Linked DNA regions of Zea mays: all the other regions are linked to region 2. A link is a contact called in public Hi-C data. All regions are on one chromosome and are shown on one strand. Each heading gives the region's core, a stretch centred on a gene start, on an enhancer-like site or on the middle of the called end of the contact. The rest is flanking DNA. Distances are from core to core; before and after follow the strand shown.

Evidence for each region. A called contact is a pair of places that touch in the nucleus more often than the background predicts.
Region 1: a contact with region 2 is called in a Hi-C map of tassel, with 3 times the contacts expected there. The contact joins the promoter of LOC103652945 here to the promoter of LOC100383322 in region 2. A contact is called at or near these places in 3 of 25 Hi-C or Micro-C datasets (bundle sheath, ear and tassel).
Region 3: a contact with region 2 is called in a Hi-C map of ear, with 5 times the contacts expected there. The contact joins the promoter of LOC100193985 here to the promoter of LOC100383322 in region 2. A contact is called at or near these places in 3 of 25 Hi-C or Micro-C datasets (ear, leaf and tassel).

What each region holds. Positions count from the first base shown.
Region 1 is chr4:23,855,084-23,859,883 of Zm-B73-REFERENCE-NAM-5.0, reverse strand. It overlaps LOC103652945 (long chain base biosynthesis protein 2a), which reads left to right and starts at 1,724. Exons shown (of 13, transcript XM_020552482.3): 1 at 1,724-1,829; 2 at 1,906-2,118; 3 at 2,284-2,349. The coding sequence starts at 1,978.
Region 2 is chr4:23,618,680-23,623,290 of Zm-B73-REFERENCE-NAM-5.0, reverse strand. It overlaps LOC100383322, which reads left to right and starts at 3,108. Exons shown (of 12, transcript NM_001175980.2): 1 at 3,108-3,411; 2 at 3,957-4,186; 3 at 4,310-4,393; 4 at 4,522-4,577. The coding sequence starts at 3,970.
Region 3 is chr4:23,808,260-23,812,614 of Zm-B73-REFERENCE-NAM-5.0, reverse strand. It overlaps LOC100193985, which reads right to left and starts at 2,780. Exons shown (of 1, transcript NM_001139051.1): 1 at 1,511-2,780. The coding sequence starts at 2,423. The coding sequence ends at 1,797.

The DNA.
Region 1 (4,800 bases), core at 475-2,974, 240 kb before region 2:
GGGTGCACCTCTGGTGCACCTAATGAATCATCAACCCCAAAAGATAGAATGCTGATCTCTAAAGCATGAACTAATGATAAAATGCTGATTTCTAAAGCCTGAGATGAAGACAAGACAATGCTGATTTCTAAAGCACGAGATGAAGATGAAAATGATTTCTAAAAAAACTTGAGATGAAGACCTTCGAGCGGATTATTTTCAGTAATCCACTCGAAGCTCGGGGGCTACACCCATTGGGTGCACCTTCGGTGCACCCAATAAATCCTGAACCCCAGAGAGCAGAATGTTGTTCTCCAAGGCGTAAGCACGAGACAAAGCATTGACCTCTGAAGAATAAAGCGAAGATCGATGAATAAAGACAGTAGAGGGTAATAGAAGATCGATTTCACTAAGTTACTCAGAGCTCAGAAGCAACAACTCGATAAGCCCATTTTTCATGGTATTCTTTATCCAATTCAAAAATAGCAAGCTGGACCTAGAATCCTTGGGCCGATTATTTCAAAATCAACTCAAAGATTGGGGGCTTGTGGGGGACATATATCCCCCGGGTCCACTAGAAGGTTAGAATACCTCACGAAAGGCTCTGGGCCCGATGTTTCGCAAGGCCATCCCTTCGTGGGCCTGGGAGGAACGCTTGGCGAAATGGATCAACACAAGATCGGATCAACTTGAGCTCAGACGGCCCAACAGATTCGAGCAACATCCACAGCAGTAACCCGACTTTCCCGCGCTGCATCCTCAGGCATCGGAACTGAATGGCGATAAGTCGGCAGAATTATAGGAAGATAGGCTCAGTCGGTTCACTATTACTTAGGCACACGTTGTTATCATATCCGCATGTAACGCCCCACGGTCGAGTATATAAGCCTAGGGGGCATCCCCTCAAAAACATCTCACTCCTTAGTCGTCTACTCAACTCTCTAGCATCTCCCATACTAGAGAACTCCCTTGTAACCCATCACGTGAAAGATCCACACCAGGACGTAGCGTATTACGCATCTCAAAGCGGCCCGAACCTGTACAAGATTGTCTACTGTTTCTCGTGCATTCGACATGAACCATCGAGCTACAGTCGGTAACACCGTCCTACTCCAAAAAGCACCTCGAGGGACAATCCCGGGTGCGCGGTCGGACCCAAAACACCGACAGTCTCGGGCGAGTCAGAAATGCGCTGCTCGTGTGAGGTTGGTCTTGGACAAGCTGTGACTGCATCTCCTACCCGAGGATGATCTCGGGCGAGCCGTAACTGCGTTTCCCGCTTGAGGTTGGTTTTGAACGAGGCGTGAATGCGTCTCGCACTCGAGAATGGTCTAAGGTGAGTTGTGACTACGTCCCTGCAGACTTGAGAGTGGTTTCGGGTGATTGATCGAGTCGGCACTAGGCCATCGACATGCCGGGCCTCCAGCCGTCCGATGGATCTGGCCCATATGGACATCTATACATGTGCCCCATTCGCAATTGTACCGGCGGTGAGGTCGCCCGCATAGGACAGAGGACACCGGTGCGGTCCTTGCGAGCAGAGTTTTACGTACGACTAGGCTCTAGCTAGGTTACATGTAGCGCTGCACCCACGAGTCCACGACCTACCGGCCGGCGGGGCTCTGCCAGTGCATGTCCACCGCGTCGCGCGGCGCCATACCACCTCTTTCTGATTGCTGCTGCGTAATGATAAGCGCGCTTTCCAGCACTTCCGATCCTCCTCCTGTTTATAAATGCAATGTCTACCAGTAACTACTAGAACAGTAGCGGGCGGGTAGGCCGCCGGTACCAGTACGGCCTCAGCCAGCCTCCTGTACTTGCATAGGGGAGGCTAGGGGCTAGTAGTGCAAGTAATCCATTGCTCCTCCTTTCCTTCTCTTCCTTCATTCCATTCTCCTCCTCAACTCCATCGCATTGCTATTCCAGTCCTCACAGAGAAGAATCCCGCGAGCGAGCGAGCGAGCGCGCGAGGCGGCAAGGACGAACCCAAGACGTACGATGGCGAGGAGGCTGGCGTACACGACGGCGCTGACCACGCTCTTCAGCTACGGGCTGCTCTTCGCCTTCGGCCAGCTCAGGGATCTCTTCCGCCACCTGCTCGGCTGCTTCAGACCCAACAAGGACGACGACGTCAAGCAGGTCGGCCGGACCCCGGACGGTTTAATTTCCTCCGCGCGCCGGGGGAGAGAGAAAGAGAGATCTCGTCCCGCAGCAGTTTTAAATTTGGCTGCTCCAACTTTTCTGAGGTGGTAGTGGTAGGTGGCCTGATCCCGGCGGCATTGCCTCTGCCTTCAATTCATGCAGGGGTACGCGCCGATCTGCGTCGGCCTGGAGGATTTCTTCGTGCGACGCCTCTACCTGCGGGTTCAGGTGAGGTGACGAATGATGCTAGCGCGATCGGTTTTCGTTGCTCAATATGGGTAATGTGATTTGTTATGATAGTCACTAACTAGCCTGATTATATTATTAGTCTACGCGAAGATCTTACTTTTGCTTTTTTTCCCCCTCTAGAAATTAAAACAGGTTTTCCCTCCGCTTTAGCTGCGTAATAAAGCGCAAAACATCCAATCATATTCTAACGTAGACGTGCCTGCCAAATTTCTTTGCATCGGGTTACGCACTCATAGTCATAGGCTATGCATGTACTCATTCTGTCCTAGACTATAGTTTGTTGCTTTGGTATTTATGTCGGTGCGTTATTTTTGAGTAGATTCGTAGAAAACTTTAATAATACTTATCACTCCAAATAAGTCTATATCATAGTATCTGTCTTGTATATATCTGATCAAAATAGCAAACGATTGATTTCTCAAAAACAATTGACTATTTTGGCACGGAGGAGTGTATTGTAATCTATGGTGTCCCATAAATATCACATAAATGTTATGTGTATAGTGTACTCCCTCCGTCCTAAGGGCACGTGCAATCCTAAGACTAAGTATCGGTTTTCTAAGCATAAGACATAGCTAGAGATATGTATAATCTATGTTACGGTTCTCCGAGCGCTAGATATATCTAAGAAATTCATTCATATAAATGTATTTAAGCATTATATTTTATTCACTAGAACCCCTCAAGGAACAACTTATTTATGTGGTTGTAACTGTATTTTAGACATAGAGAACCATGTTAGAGATGTTCCTTCACCAAAATAAGTATCTTGTGTTTTTCTGTACTTACCTCTCTAGATACCCCTTTGTACATATATACCCTAAGACTATCTCTAGCAGCTTACTCATCCTCATACGCATATTCAAACTCTACTCTGCGAACAGTACAGAACATTGCAAAAACAGTGTTTTGGGTAAACTGCTAAACACGGTCTAAAAGGCTCTATCCACACAACACAATGTATCTAAATCATAATTGTATTAGCTCTAATGATAGCTCAAAAGATAGGTATTAACTTGGGTTGTACACAAGCTAAACTTTTTATGCATGAAAATTTTTGCGTGCGAGATGGGCACTTCATGATGAGTCTGTCTGTTGAGTTTTTTTTTCACTTAAGTCATATTCCTAGTCAAAGTATCATACTACAATACCCAAAAATGCCACATATGATGAAAAGTATGATACGGCTAGAAAGATACACTCTCCACAATGTATAGTATCATAATTATATGTTTAAACTAGTCCATTGATATGATGTTGTGTCTATGACAATGAACCCAAACATTAATTTTTATGGCACAAACTAAGACACCGTGCCAAAGCAGTATCTTGTCTATGATACAACTTTTTTTTCTCCCTTCTATTAAATGTCTTACCACATTTGCAAAAAAAACTATGTGGCATCTAATTAATAATGAGCATGATAGAGATAGCCTTTACTCTTGTAGACTCCTCAAAAGACCTTCTAATTAATGAGTTTGTACATGTCCCAATATATAACACTATTTGCAATGCAGAAACTGCATTAATTTCTATGATCATTTATTGCCCTGCCACATCGCTAACGTACAACGAAAAGTAAGAAAAGAGAAGAAGACTGTTTGTTACGGCAACGACTACTATGCAAGCAGTTCTTCTGTACAAGCGTGAAAGCAAACCATCTTATCCATTAGATCATGATCCAACCACAGATACAGTCATGATTTGTTAGGGGTTTTTTATAAAGATTATTGAGCTGATGGTGGAAGTGTTTAAGTGTTAAATGTGATATACGGTTGGATCACGATATAATGGATCAGATGGTTTGCTTGCACAAAAGGGCTGCTTGCATAGCGGTCGTTACCGTTTGTTACTACGTTTAGAAACCAAATTAACCAGGTGTGCGTGCGTGCAAAACAAGGGAGCTTCCTTGTTCCTATATGCCGGGCCTTGCGCAGGTCGACCGCGCGCCCAACCTCAAGCCGTCGCGTGCAGAGCTCGCCACACCAGCTGTGTGGTGGAGGAAGAAAGCGTGAGCAGAGGCAGAGGATCGGAGACAGGACGACTGGATGGACCTAAGGTGCAGCCGTGCAGGAGGAAACACTCGCACTGTTTGTGCATTGGGAGTGCATTTCACGTAACCACCTCCTGTTCAAAGATTAATTAAGGTTCAGTGTCTCAACACCAACACTAATGTACGTAAGCTAGCCTTTTTGGTTGGTGGTCTGCCACACAGATCCCCCCAGCAGCCCATCGACATGGATCCCACAACAGCCTGCAGGTCTCCCAATTCTGTAAGCTAGCTTGTTCATCGATCCTGCCTCTGAACGTCTCACGCAGCTGACACTTAGCTAGTGAACTCGGACGGTTCCTGTCTGTTTTTTTATTGAGCCACTCAGCTAGCTACTTCGTTCTCTTTCATATATAGTCCCTTTTTTTCTCTGGCTTTGT
Region 2 (4,611 bases), core at 1,859-4,358:
CAACATGAGGGTAAACTATGTGGGAGAGGGAGAATGGGCAGGAAAACTTTTCGCGTTGATGATTACAAGCTAGTTCATTGTGCTCATGGTAGTGTACTACAACATCTCGCGATAGCAGAGCCTTACATAGAGGAACACCTGGATCAGCTTCATAAAGAAAATCAGAACCGCACAGAGGACTGGATCATGAGGGAGCACAAACATCGTTTCAGCGAATGGTTAATGGATAAAAACATCCCATTCGGAGACTCTTTGGAAGAGAAAACAATGAAGAATTTGGCTTCTGGGCCATCGTGTTTTGTGACATCATGGCAAGCATATGACATCAATGGGTACACATTCTACACTAAATCAAAAGACATGAAAAGTGTTGCACAAAATAGCGGTGTTCGTATCGATGCTTTTGACCTACAGGGACAGAAGACCACATATTTTGGATTCATAGAGGAAATATGGGAACTTGATTATGGCCCAAGCATGAAAATACCCTTATTTAAGTGCCAATGGGTACAACATCCCGTGGGGGTGATAGTGGATAACTACGGACTCACACTGGTAGACTTAAAGAAAGTAGGATATAAAGATGACCCGTGGGTTCTCGCTGAATGTGTTGCACAAGTGTTCTATGTACTCGATCTAGCAGATGAGAAGATGCATGTAGTTATTTCTGGAAAGCAAAAAATTGTTGGAGTTGAGAATGTGGGAGACGGAGATGAAAATACAATAAGTATGAAGAGATGTTCGTCTTTAACAGTCCAGAGAGAATCAAGCGTGTGGAAAAGAAAATTGATAAGAACTTAAAGCCATACATGCGGAAAAATGGTAGTTTATGAAAAATTGTATGAATCAAATTGTATTTGTTAGCATGTATGATCGACTATGCATTGTGGTTGCGAATTAATTTAAAATCTCTCTAGTTATCTATGTGTGCTATTAAAATTCATTTAAATTGTATTTGCATTTTTTTTGTTAAAAATTAAAATATTAATATGGTAATCAAATCATAATCGGTTCTAATTGAGAACCGCTTGTGATACGAGTAGTGCATCACAGGCGATTTTTTCATTACGGACCATTTGTGAAACAAATCGAGCACCACAAGCGGTTTGTATTTCGGACCGCTTGTGATACTAATACATCACAGTCGGTCCGAATAGCCTGGGACATCCTAGGCGGTTTTCTATCCGAACCGCCTGGGATGTAAAAAGCCTACCGCTTGTATAGAGCCAAATTGTACTAGTGCGTGGAATATCCCATCATTTAACATGTTACTTATAAACTTAGACACGCATAAAATCTTCGGCCGAGGCATTAAGATTATCTAAAATACGGCAACGCCCAACCCAGACAATAGTAACATAAAAAGGATCTAGCTAAACATTATCATGATGACGATTTAAACAGTAGACTAAGGGGCTGTTTAGTTCGTGGCTAAACCTGCCACACTTTGCCTAAGGTTAGTCGTTCGAATTGAAGAACTAACCTTAGGCAGAAAAGTTAGGCAAAGTGTGGCAAGTTAGTCATTAAACCAAACAGGCCCTAAATACTGCAAGCTTGCATAACAACAGCGGCAAGGGAGAGTTCAGAATCCCTACTTCTGTACTGGGCTCTTTGGCCCTCATGTCTGGCTTCTTTTCTTGCTCCCAGCTTTGCTTTTGGATTTTTTGTGGGAGGCATTCTATGATGGGCTAGCTTCATCACATTGCTGAGGACGTTGAATGACACCATCAGCTGCATTTGTTGCATTGAGCACCTCTGAAAGTGAGTAGGGCTAGACGAAATACTCGTGGGCTCTGTAACTCGCTCGACTCGGCTCGTTAGTAGTTCGGCTCGACTCGGCTCATTTTAATTTTATAGTGAGTCAAGCTAGCATTCTAGCTCGGTTCTCTAATGAGCCAGCTCGGGTTAGCTCGTGAGCTAGCTCGCGAGCCAAACGAGCTAAGCCACAACACAAGTTTGTCTAGTCGTTCGTGTCGTCTCATCTCTCGTAGTCTTGTTTTCTCGTAGTTATGATCTGTAACGTGGACATATGTGAATGTGTCATGTGCTTAAATATTTGCATTATTGCATGGCTACATACCGACATTGAATATTTAATATTTGATTATTGGTTATGGTTTCGTGAACTTCGTTTCTAGCATCATATGGTGTTAGTGTTGTGCAATAAAATGTTACATATTTGTGGAATGGATGATGAATTACTTTATAATGATGCTTATTGCTATCTTATAATAAGGTTTATAAATCAGTAAGTCAGTACATATTTGGTTATTTAATTTAATATTAAAAGTTAGAAGCGCTAGGACGATGTTATGATAATAATATTATAAAGGTTTTGGGTTTGTAGTGTTAAACACTTAAAATATGATTTTTCAGTTATATATATATTTATGTATATAGATCTTTGTATTTAGTTGTGTGACTCGCGAGCCTAACGAACTAGCTCGAGCTTTCTAACGAGCCGAGCTGAGCCAGCTGTTATTTAGCTCGTTACATTAACGAGCCATAACGAGCCGAGCTGGCTCGATATCCATCCCTAAAAGTGAGCACCCCTTCAAATATCGAGAAAATGAAGTAATTAAAGAACAAGGAAGATTAGAGCTCCTCTATAGAGCTATGCCTCTCTCCTGCCATGAGGGCATGAGGGCCATGACGGAAACGTTGCCACGGTTGTTTCCCTATAGTACACAGAATATGAAGTTGGGGGAGATATGGGGGAGAATGTTGGAGACAGCCTACAAACTACTCCCTTCATTTTTATTATTTCACGTTTTGTAGTTCAATTTTACACTATTTGACGTCGAATAAAAAAGGATGCATGTAGTATATATTATGAGGTTGAACTAATTTGTACCTTGAATAAAGAAAATTAGTGCCCCACTGGAAAAAAAACGGTCCACCTAATTTGTTGGAAGCGAAGTTCAAAACTCAAGAGAAAATGACCATAATGCATTAAATTTCCGATCAAACTTGCGAGAGACAGTTCTGAACAAGACGTTGAACTCGCGCCATTGATGCTTCTTAATTTAATAGCAGTGGCGGTTGCACTCCTCCCACGACGGTGGCCATAGTTTAGTCGCAGCAGTACAGGCTCCACTTGGGAGCGAGGACGAGGAGGCGGGTGCCGCTCCTGTGGCTTCGCCATGTGCTCTCGCCCCGCGTCCTCGGCTCCTCCCTCCTCGGTATCTACATGCCATTATGCCAAGATCTCCCACTCTCCGATCTGACCAGGGCCGGGCCACCGCAGCCATTTGCGTCTGCTCTTCCCGAATCCCTGTCTCGCTTTGCCCTCCGTTTCTCCAGCTATAAAGCCGGGGGGTCCTGTGGCGTGTGACCTTTTTATACCGGATGTGCAGCGCAGGGTCAACTTCGTCAGGTTTCTTGGCTCCAACAACCTTCCTGGGTCACTCTGTAAGTACACTGGGCTGGGGGAGTGAGAGTGCCTCATGTTCTTGATTGGCTGGATGTTCTTGGATAGGATGCTCATCCATCTTGGTTGCTGCTTTTGCTAACCCCGTACGTTCTGCCGATCTGTTCTGTTCGTCTTTGCTGAACATGAACTCTTAGTTCAGTCGAGTTGCCGTACAGTATTCCAGATCAAGTGTGGGGGCTCAGATCCACAAGACCACTACGTGTTCAAAATACCTGCAGTTACTTACTAACACATACTGTCGAATTCTTTGATATGATTCTAAAACTTGTATGGTATGATGAGCTCGAGTCTAGTTGACCCTCCCCAGCTGAAAGTATTTGAAGTTTGATTCATTGTCTATTTCTTTTCTGTGTTCACTGCATCGAGAGTTTAGTTCGTTGTTTTCTTTCTCCGTGTGACTCTGCTCTCTTCATTCGATTCACACTGTTGTTAATTATCAGCCAGTCAGTCAATCTCAAACTCTCCATGCGGTTTCAAAACATTTGATGGCAACTCCGCTCCTCTGAATTCGACTGCTACCCAGAAACTGTAAAGAGATGGGGTGTGGCCCATCAATCCCCGACAAGTACACGATAGGTGGGAAGGGGCGCAAGCGCCGGAGCGTCATACAGGAGGTTGCCGTGTTCGTGCCCACCATCCGCATCCCAGTGGCCTCTGACATAGCTCATCCGCTCAGGGGAATAGTTTCCAAGGATCTTGTCGACCGACTCTCCACACTCCGTGCCCATGTCGCCTCGCTGGCTGAAGAAATCTGTATGTTCATCTCTGATCTGTCGTTACTACTGCTCAGCTCTGCTCTGCTCGCCGCCTGAGCTTGGTTATTGTAAAAGGTTCTGATTTACTGTTTTGAAATTGGCGACCCTATGCTATGCGAAGATCACGCGGACGTATCAGCTGTTCAAGAACTGCAGCATGCGCTAGAGGAGTACTTGCCAGTTGTTCTTGGTTTAACAACGAAAGGTTCCAGCCTTTTCTTGTTCACTTCTGTGTAATCTCTTTGTTTTTTTTTTTTTGAGGAATCTCTTCTGTATAATCTTCATGGTTAATCACTCAAAGAATTACAATGTAAATCTGATTGGTCTGAACAGAGAGCCGTCTTGAATCGTCAGTACAGTTCAGATGGAAGACCTTAGACGACGACCAGGCGAGAGTCTGGCACCTTTGCTAGTGTTTTAGTT
Region 3 (4,355 bases), core at 1,531-4,030, 190 kb before region 2:
TATATATTTTAAAATATAGAATTGTTTTGGATTACCATTTCATCCCTAGATATAATAGAGGTTGGTGAAAGCCTATAAATTTACTTTGGTATGTGACAGACTGACAGGAAGGATCTGGAGGGACTACAATGCAGTTGTAGCCTTTTGCTTGCAAGCAAGGCCGGGATCCGGGTCTTCAATCTTGCTAGGCTTGTGCGTTAACAGTTGCTTCGACGACCCTGTCGGTGAAGCTCTGGGAGCAAGTATAATAATAGGGTAAAAGCAGGATAAATGCGGAGGTCGAGGAGACAACAGAGAAGAGATAGAAAAAACGGGCTTTAAACTCGTAGCTGGTTTAACAAAAAAAACTTTGAGAGAGATAAGTGAAGTCCAGTATTAATATCGAAGAGCTAACTACTATATTATTAAAGTTCTCTTACCGTAACCGGTGGCGTTGTTAGCGCTTATAGGCTTTTAGGCTATCCGCAGCAATGAACTCTAACCGATACCCTATACAGATAGAGTTGATCATACAGTAGAAATGATGTTAGAAATTTTGTAATAGTATTTGGATGGATATACTTGACATTTGTATAATATACCATTTTGATAGATGTTTAATCTTTGGGTTACGGGTTACATATACCCACATGGGTATGGGTATGGGGTAAATCCATACCCACCAATGTATATGGGTGACCTGATAGAGTTATTTTTTGTCGTGAGTATAAGTATGGGATAGTAATACCTGGTGAGTATTTACCTATTGCCATGTGTTACGGCGTGTGGCATCAGCGAGCGAGACCAAGGATGGATTCAGATGTCTGGAGATCCGAATTATTATTCGTATCTGAAAGGAAAAAATATTCTATAAAATCAATTTAAACATACTTTTATTACTAATTACTAATTATAAGTGATTTTAAACATTAAATAATGTACTAAAAATTGATGTACACCATTTGAAATGTAAAAAATATTTATACCATAAATAAATGATTGTGTTAATCTTATATTACTAGTGATATACAATGATAAATTTTAATTAATATTTAAAAGTCTAATTTTGAATACATTAGATTATTAGAGTTTTTAGAGTCCAAAATACAAATATACTTAATATACAAAAAGATTATATTTAGAGTCCAAAATATAAATATACCAGGTATAAATAATTTATTTTAAATATGATATTCAACTAAGTTTCAACTAAATAATGTATATGTAATATTGTTCATAATTTGCTTGTAATATAATTTTTACCAATTATAAATTTATCGAGAAAATAAATTAATACTTGTTATGATGTTATGTTCTAAATTAAGTAAGTATCTAAATCTAAATTTGAATTCGAACTATCCGTTTTCTATTCGTATCTGATAGTATTCGTAATAGAATTTGAATTAAAATATGATAAAGGATCTCGAATCGATCTCTAAGCCAGACCACGTGCTTGCCCTGGATTGTGGATTCTGTTCTCGGCTGTCACTTACTAGTGTTTGATGCGCGCCTTGCGCGCGTTGTTTTTTTTCATCAAATCAAATCCCCCTTCTGTCCGTTGTTTTTTTTTCATCAAATCCCGGGACCCGCCGCTTTTGCCCGACTTACCACTTCTGTCCGTTCGCTCGCTCGCTCGCTTGTTCTTATCCCCCTTGCTTTGCTCGTTCGTTCGATTGGAGCTAGCACATGATGTGGCTGCCCCAACAGGTTATCATCCTCAAAACGACGCAAAAACGCACAGGTTGTCAGGCTGATTCGCCTTGACGTATCCGTTAATCATGACGTTCCATGACACCACATTTCTCAAGTGCATTCCCTCAAAAACCTGGCGTGCGACATCCAAGCCACCGGGTGTTCTGGCTAAGGCCGTCATCAGGGTGTTGCAGGACGCGATGTCCCTGAATGGCATTTCGTCGAACAGGTAGCGGGCGGACAAGATGCCGCCGGCAGTGGCATAAAAGTGGAAGAGGGCGTTGGCAGCGTGGGGCGGCGAAGAGAAGAGGAGGCCGCGGCGGAGGAGCTGCCCGTGGAGAGGTGGCAGAGGCGGCAGCAGAGAGGAGAGGCGGGAAGGAGAAGTGGTCGGGGAATAGCGGGTGGTGGGAGCGGAGGAGGGCCGCGAAGAGGGAGAGGAGGGCGGAGAAAGGGATGCGAGGGCTTAGGGCGCGGAGTGCAGCATCGAGGGAGAAGAGCGGTAGGGGAGGAGGTAGGTGGCGAATGAGGCGGAGGATGTGAGCGGGCGTTGAGGCGGCGGAGCAGGCGGAGGCGATGAGGAGGCCGGCGGGGACGGGGTGGCCGAGGAGGAGGCCACGGCGGAAGAGGAAGGCGTGGGCGCAGAGGACGGAGGAGTGGGTGTGTAGACCGTGGCGGAGGAAGCCGTGGAGGTCGTCGATGATGGTGCCGCCGCCGGCAGCGGCGGAATTGGGGGAGGTGGAGGTGTCCACCATCAGTGGAGAACACGTGCCAGTGGCGCCATGGGTTTATTGGAGCTAGCCGCTGCGTGGATTCCTCGGCTCGCCGTCCGGATCTTGCCTCGCTGAGCTGCAGCTACCACGAATCCCGACTCGATTTGGCCGCGCTCGGATCTCGCCGGACTAGCGGGGACCGAGGCCTCTCGATTCGCCTCGGGGGCGAGATGGAGGGAGGCGATGGAGGATACCATACCCTCCTCGTGTTGGCCTCTTCGTGGCTTCAGGCGGCGTCTGGAATGCTCCGTGCAGGGAGGGAGGCGATGGAGGAGACCATACCCTCGTCGCCCCGCCCCCTCGTGCCTTCCGGCGGCGTCTAGAATTCCCTGTTGGATCTGGAGGAGTTACTCTATCTGGAGATCTGTCGTATGTCTTATTGAGATCGTGACCATTCAATTGAGATCATGCGGCTGTAGAAAAATGCTCTAACGTGGATGCGCTAGGAAGCCGCGTTTCCTTGCCGCTTTCATAATAAGGAAATTAGCTCGGAGGACTGTAGCCGGTAGCCGTGACGATTTCTACCACAGTACCACGTGCTGTAGCCAGTAGAGGCGGCGGCGGATGTCCCCGCAGCCTGCAACATCACCGCAACGCAACCCCTGCAGCAGTTTCACTTTCACTTCATTGCGCATCCATGCCACGACATGGGCCTTACCTGGGCTCCTGTTGCCAGATGTGCCGGGGGTCACCTTTGTACAGTAGGTACAGAAAATGGCCCAACATGGGGGTAAAGAAACAAAGAAAAAGCCCTACTCACTAACCAGCTATTCAAGGTTCACTGATGAAAAAATCATTCTCTGTAATGTAGAACACATAGTAAAGTTTTTTTTGTGTCGGAGACCGTGTCAAGTTATGCTCAGGTCCGGCCCGGCTAAAGAAAAACCTAGTTTTGGGGCTACTCTACCTACCGAGTTCAAAGTTTCCTCAAATACAAAAATTGAAGCTTTCCAGAATTGTCAAACTTTGGAACGAGCTTCTTTAGAGCTAGTTTGACAACTCTATTTTTCCAAGAGATTCTTATTTCCCCAACATCCCGTTGGATCATTAGAATTGAATTCCAATCTATTAATAGTAATTTAGGCATATATTAATTAAGCTAATTCAGTTTTATGTAAAATATATTTGTATTATATTATTAGCAAGATGCCGGAGATATTTATGTGCTACATTTTTACTATAGAGAAGTGATACGAAGAGTTTCATATAAGTTATAGAGTAGAAACAAATTCTACTAGTGCATAAAATCATTTCCGATCCTCTAACCTATGAATTTGAGATAGACTTATAAACTTTGGAAAGTGGTGGAATGTTAAATTCCAAACTAAATAAGTTACTTTATTGAGTGAATTTCAATTCCTCTAAAATAAAGGGTTCCAAACGCCCTGCAAAAGAGAAAATAAACTAATTTCTTTTAGTAAAATGCAAATGCTTTTAAAAAATATGGTTGCCAACCTAACTCTTAACGGGCTTTCGTATCTTGGCGTTCGTCCACAAAGCTTCTCCCTGCTTCATCTGGACCACCACCCGTTATTGGACACTTCGTAGGATCTATAATCACAACAAGGAAAAAAACAAGAGCACCCATAGTGCTAGATAAAATATAAATACTTGTTCGTCAACTCGCGTTGCTCGTGGTTAGCTCAGTTCGGTTTAACTTGACTTGTTACAATTTTGTCACGAGCTAAGCTAGCATGTCAGATCGAACGAGTTAGCGTTTGTCAGCAAAACAAAACCTACACTTATATTAGATAAACTAATAAGTGATGGTATGCGTTAATTTGATGTTGAATTGATGTGATATATGAAATTATGAGTACTATTACTCTTTTCTAGCGTCAAATTAATCTAGAATTAATGAAAAATTGATTATATTGTTGTATATATATGCATATTATTTTTTTTGTTGTGGCT